Linked DNA regions of Mus musculus: region 2 is linked to region 1. The links are chromatin contacts, called in public HiChIP or PLAC-seq maps. All regions are on one chromosome and are shown on one strand. The core of a region is the stretch at or near the end of the contact, and the rest is flanking DNA. Distances in the headings are between cores, read along the strand shown. Region 1 overlaps Erc2 (ELKS/RAB6-interacting/CAST family member 2). Region 2 overlaps Cacna2d3 (calcium channel, voltage-dependent, alpha2/delta subunit 3).

The links. HiChIP or PLAC-seq counts read pairs in DNA pulled down with a chosen protein or histone mark.
Region 2: an H3K27ac HiChIP or PLAC-seq map of VIP interneurons shows a contact between it and region 1, with 5 times the contacts expected there. The contact joins two enhancer-like sites. A contact is called at or near these places in 1 of 15 datasets of contacts at CTCF or cohesin (the NIH/3T3 cell line), 3 of 484 Hi-C or Micro-C datasets (embryonic fibroblasts, neural progenitor cells and ventricular fibroblasts) and 1 of 115 datasets of contacts at active chromatin or transcription factors (VIP interneurons).

What each region holds. Positions count from the first base shown.
Region 1 is chr14:27,797,325-27,800,094 of GRCm38.p6, reverse strand. The region is part of intron 4 of Erc2 (ELKS/RAB6-interacting/CAST family member 2); the gene reads right to left. Among named protein-coding and RNA genes, the nearest start is that of Gm45645, 42 kb to the left of the region's middle. Within about 2 kb of position 1,349, at least 12 of the 459 cell types and tissues checked have an H3K27ac peak or open chromatin away from gene starts, as enhancers often do. A contact at or near this core is called in VIP interneurons, where this site is marked.
Region 2 is chr14:28,931,965-28,934,734 of GRCm38.p6, reverse strand. All of the region lies in intron 35 of Cacna2d3 (calcium channel, voltage-dependent, alpha2/delta subunit 3), which reads left to right. Among named protein-coding and RNA genes, the nearest start is that of Lrtm1, 85 kb to the left of the region's middle. Within about 2 kb of position 1,359, at least 3 of the 459 cell types and tissues checked have an H3K27ac peak or open chromatin away from gene starts, as enhancers often do. A contact at or near this core is called in VIP interneurons, where this site is marked.

The DNA.
Region 1 (2,770 bases), core at 100-2,599:
AGGGAACAGTGGCCATCTTCTCCATGTCCCACCAAGGTCATTCTGGCATGAATAGTCCAGCATCCTAGAAAAACCCTCACCCTCAAGCAACTCGATGGCAGCTCACTGTGGTAATGCTCATTGCCAAGCTGACAGCACCTAGAGTTATCCAGGAGATGGGTCTCCGGCCATGCTGTGGGTAGTGTCTTAACTGTGTAAACTGCCTAGAGAAGACACGTGGTAATTGTGAGAGGAACCATTCCCTGTCTGTGGACTGCAGATGCAATGTGGCCAGCTCCTGACACTGAATTTCCAACATGATGATGGGGAACCAAGTCAAGTCCTTCTCCCTTGTGTTGCTTTGGTCAGGATGTTGTGTCACAGCCAACAGGAAAGGAAACTAAGACAGAGAGTCAACAGAAAAGTAGCAACATTCAAATATCCTCAGGGCACACACTCAGAAATGTGATTGTTCTGCACAAGTGCTTGAGGAGGCCACTGACCAGATCCATCCCTTCTGCTTCCCAGAAATGTGAAAATAAACATACGTAGCCTCACGGTCCACATCTGTGAAAGCAAAACTATGTGACCTTCATTGGTAAGCTGTGTAAGTGCTAACTGGATGCTGTGCATGGGCCCAAACTAAATGTTCTACTAACTATGTAATATGCCGTATATATACATGCACTTATACATATATATGTATATATAGAGATATAAACAAATACATTTTCTTACCATTATATCGCTATGACATTGTAATCCTATCATTCAGTTTTAGCATATTATTTGCAAACTTCATGATCAAACTGTTTTCCCTTAAAACACAACTTACACTCCATTGAAAATCTTGCTATAGTCAAAGCTACAAAAATGATATCACAAAATAAATAAATAAATAAATAAATAAACAAACCCTCTAGGTAAGACTACAGGCAAGCCTCTAGGTAAGTAAGTGCCTCTAGGCAAGCCACTGGAAATTACTAATTGGGGCACATGCAAACACAAGGTGAACAACCCAAGAGTTTATCAGCTGAACATAAAAAGCGTACTTCCTCCACCTCCCGCCCCATCGGCAGCTGCATTCTCTCTCCTGCTCTGCTCATTCGGAAGAGTCCTCTGCCAGCTGCAGCACCGATCCTGCCACATCCAAATGGGCCAAGGAGAAAATGTCACGCCCTTTATTCAGTTACTATTCAGATGCAGCTGCATTGAAGCTGTAGACTTTCTAAACAACACAATGGAAGTAACAATGGAAAGCTGCAAGAACATGTGTGAACTGGCTCAATTCAAGAACCTAACCGTGAGCCAGCAAAGCTGTTCACAGAGCCAACGCTAAGCTTCGTGAACAACCCTTGCCTCCAGAAAACCAGTTCCCGAGGACAGCACACGCTAAGTGCATCCTCATGCCTAAGAATAGCACACCACCTCCCAACCCCAAACCAGTACCAGCTGAACGTCCACCATACCCAGCCAACTGGATCCTTCTGCAGACCCTAATTGCTGCCTGCTGGACCCATGTTGGCAAGCTTGTACCTCCTCAATCATTTCTCCACCTGAGAAGGATGGCAGCAGACATAACAGCTATTGGCAGCAGCTTCAAGATGAGAAGGATATTCAAGAGCATCCCTTTCACGGAGGAGTCTTTTTCCATATTCATGAATTATGAAATACATTCTATTTCTCTCTTGGCTCTTATCCCCATTCTTTCGTCTGGGATAACGAAGTATATTATTTTTCGCAGCAAAGTAGAACTCCCACAGAAAGCTGAATTGGCAGGTCTCCTGCTAGCTTACATTGCCTCTGTAAAAATTAGAAAAGAAACTCCCCTTGTTCTACAGCTTACTTCCATTTTTCTAGAGCACCCCTGCCATAGACAGGGTTTGTTAGAATAAAGGAATGTGTTGGCATCTTCTGACACACTGTCCTCCGAATACATACGTGCAAATCTCCAGTTGCCACAATATTAACGGTATCCCTTAGAGCTGTACAGTGCCCATCAGCTCCCACAGAGGCTCTGTGTCATGCCCCATCACAACCAGCTTCACAGCACTTTAAATAAACTATACACAGGTATTATTTAACTAGGGATATACTCCGAGAAATGCAACGCTAGATCATCTTATTGCTGGGTGAACACCAGTGAGTGTGCTTAAGCAACTCTAGGTGGTAAACCGCGCTGTGCAGCTCAGTTCTAGGACATAGTCAATTGGCTCTAGGCCTCAAATCAGCACAGCATCTTACAGGCAAAACAATGGGATGGCAAGTACCTAGGCATCTAAACATTTGACAGCTGGGACATCGCTGGTTAACAAAAGTATTTCCACTGTTATACGTTTACTCAACTGCTATCATTTGTGTGGTCTCTCATTGGCCATTATATAATTATGTGGCACGTGGCTCTTGGGAGGGATCTGCACATCTCTTCTGACAAGCCAGATTCAAATACTGTATGTGTGTGTATAGCTATAGCTCTGTTACTGTATTGTATGCTATTTTTCATTATTCTCTTACTTTTGAGATTATAATATATTATTTCTTCCTTCCCTTTCTTACCCCCAAGCCCTCCCATATACCCCTTTTCTGCACTCTTCCAAATATACATATACATATATTTGTGTATGTGTGTGTAAATATATAATACACATAAACACACACACATACATATATATACATATATATATAATACACACACATACATATATACATATATATAATACACACATACACATATATATACACACACATATATATATGTGTAAACACACACACCATGCTTAGTCTGTATAAA
Region 2 (2,770 bases), core at 110-2,609, 1.1 Mb before region 1:
AGCTAGTCCACAGAGGTTTCCCTGGAAGAAGAACCAGTTGTAAAGTGTAATGCCTGGATCTTGCTGAAAGTAATTAATCAGAAATAAAACCTTAAGTACATGTCACATTTAGAGGCTTGGGTGCCTTATTTTGTTTCAACACTGGGGTAAGCTACTAATTCTTAAGGTAAAGTGGCTTCTCTCTCTCTCTCTCTCTCTCTCTCTCTCTCTCTCTCTCTCTCTCTCTGTCTCTCTCTCTGTTTTGTTTTTTAGTCTGTGATTTTCCTCTTGCTAACACCACTCATTGCTTTTCGTAAAAATTCTACTGCCATCATTTTCACTTTGGGATCTGTGCAGAGATTCGCTCATCTTCCTGCAAGCTCCCAAAGCCTTGGCTCCACTCTCCTCTCTCATCACCCCTCCCCTCGTGCCTTTCATTTATCCCCTAGACTGAAGGAAAGTAATTGGTCTGGAAGCTGTGTTGACATGCTCCATGGGCTATAGTTCAGAGGACCGTAGTTCAGAGATGCTGAGTTCTTAGGGAGGACTCCAATTTCCCATCGAGGTCTCAAACTGGGTGGGCAGTTTACCCTGTGGGCTCAGACTTTCCCAGCAGAGTTTGCAGGTGTTCCTAACAAGCCTGCCTTCTGCAAGTCACCTGTAGAATGCACACATTGCAAGAAGGAGAGCTGGACATTTCCCTAAAATCAGTGCCAAGAGGGTGAGCTCTGGGGCTGGACTGTAGGCTGGGCCACCACACTTAACAGCACAAAGACCTCAACCAGTTATTACATGTTCTGTTTGCTCACCTCTGCATGGGCAATGATTGTTTCTTGTTTGTTTCGTAAGATGTATGAGGCTGAGGGAGTTGCTTAGTTGGTAAACCACTCGCCCTGTAAGTCTAAGAACCCACACTTTATCCCAATGACCCACATTAAAAAGGAGGAGGTGGGGAAGATGAAGAAGAAGAGGGGGAGGAGGAAGAGGAAGATAACAGGATGTGTTAACGTACACTTATAATAATAATAATGCCAGAACTGGGGAGGTAGACAAGAGATCCCTGGGCCTTGCTGGCCAGCCAGCCTATCTAAATTTGTAAATACCAGGTCAATGAAGAGCCCTGTCTCAAAGGAGTTAAACAACATTTCAAGGGCTGACCCAAGGTTATCCCCCAGCCTCCACACACACGCATCCCCACAGATACATCCCCTCTAACACACTTTAAAAAGAAATAATATGTGTTCCTCATCCTTAGCACAGTGTTTAGCAAAGAGTAAATGCTTTGTAAATTGGAGAGATTTTTTTAAACAGAGCACAGTCCACCCCAGGCTCTGTGTTGACAGGGATACGGGGAAACCACAGGACTCCTGGCAGGCTCCTCTTCCCCTGTTCCCAGTGTAGGGTCCAGCTCCATTTTAGTCAGGAAGAAGAGATGGGGGTACTTTGCTGCAAACAGATCTCACTAGATCTCAGTAGCTCTTGGTTTCTTGCCCTTTTCTGGGTCTACTTGACAGCTCTCAGTTAAAAAAAAAAAACTTTGGAATTCTGAACTTGAAGCTCCACACAGTCAGTAATATTTAAATACTTCATTAACCAAATTAGATACAGATTTTGCCAGTGGAGAACACTGGTGTCATGAATAATGTAATTTGTAGGTGTTAAAATGTAACAGTTTTTAACCACTTAATTTGGAAGCCTACACTAATTGGTTGAAATATTTTGTATCTTTTGTTCTAAAGAGCCTTGCCAAAGATCTGTCCCCAATTTTATGTAAAACTAGCAGCTACATGTGATGTGATTTGTTTGCCTATCACAGAGTCAGTAGGCTTCCCAAGAGGGGTGGTACCTCTATGGTGACAGAGGCTAGATTTCTGACTTTCCTCATTGGTGAGACAAAATACCTGGTCAAAGAAACTTGATTGATTTGGGCTCACAGTGTGGAGGGGCAGGCATGGCAGCAGGAGTGTGGGACAGCTGGTCACATTGTGTCAACAACTCGGAAGTAGGGAAAGGTGGATGTTGGTGTTCAGTTTGTTTTTGTAGTGTGGGATTCTAGCCCATGGGATGGTGCTCCCTACATTTAGTGTGGGTCCTCCCACCTGAATGACCCTAGTCAAAAAACAGATCTATTCCCTAAGATTGTGTTTTCAAGTGGACAGCATTAGCCATCACAGGTACTCTGAATCTTTGTTCCCTCATACTGTCCCTTACTGTTCCCTGTGACTTGGAATTGGAGAACCAAAGGGATTCCTCCCTTTGAATTTTCCCCTGCTACACTCAAGTAGCCACCGAAAGATGGCAGCCCCCCAGCCCCGTGTGTTCTGTGTGTTCTTGTACCTCCTCTTTTGCACCTCAGCAAGTAGATGCTAGAAAGTTCTAGATCCTAAAAATGGGGTCATTCTATCACGACTCCATCCAGCCTTTGTTTTTCTTTTCTCCTCCTCCTCCTCCTCCTCCTCCTCCTCCTCCTCCTCCTCCTCCTCCTCCTCCTTCTCCTCCTCTTCCTCCTCCTCCTCCTCCTACTCTTCTTCTTCTTCTCTCTCTCTTTTTAACAATTTGTCATATGTCAAGTCTCTGCCCCCTAATATAAGTCTGCTTTCCTTTTTACTACCGGAGTTGGCGGCAGGGGAGTGGGGTGGGGAGAAGGGGGTGGGGGGAGGGGGCAGGGGGCAGGGGGTCCAAGCTGGAATAAGTCAATGCTTGCTCTTACAATGACCAGTGTAATTAGAGCTGTATGTTCGTGGTTACTAAAAATGCCTTGGCTTTAAGTATTCACAAAGGAGAAGAGAGG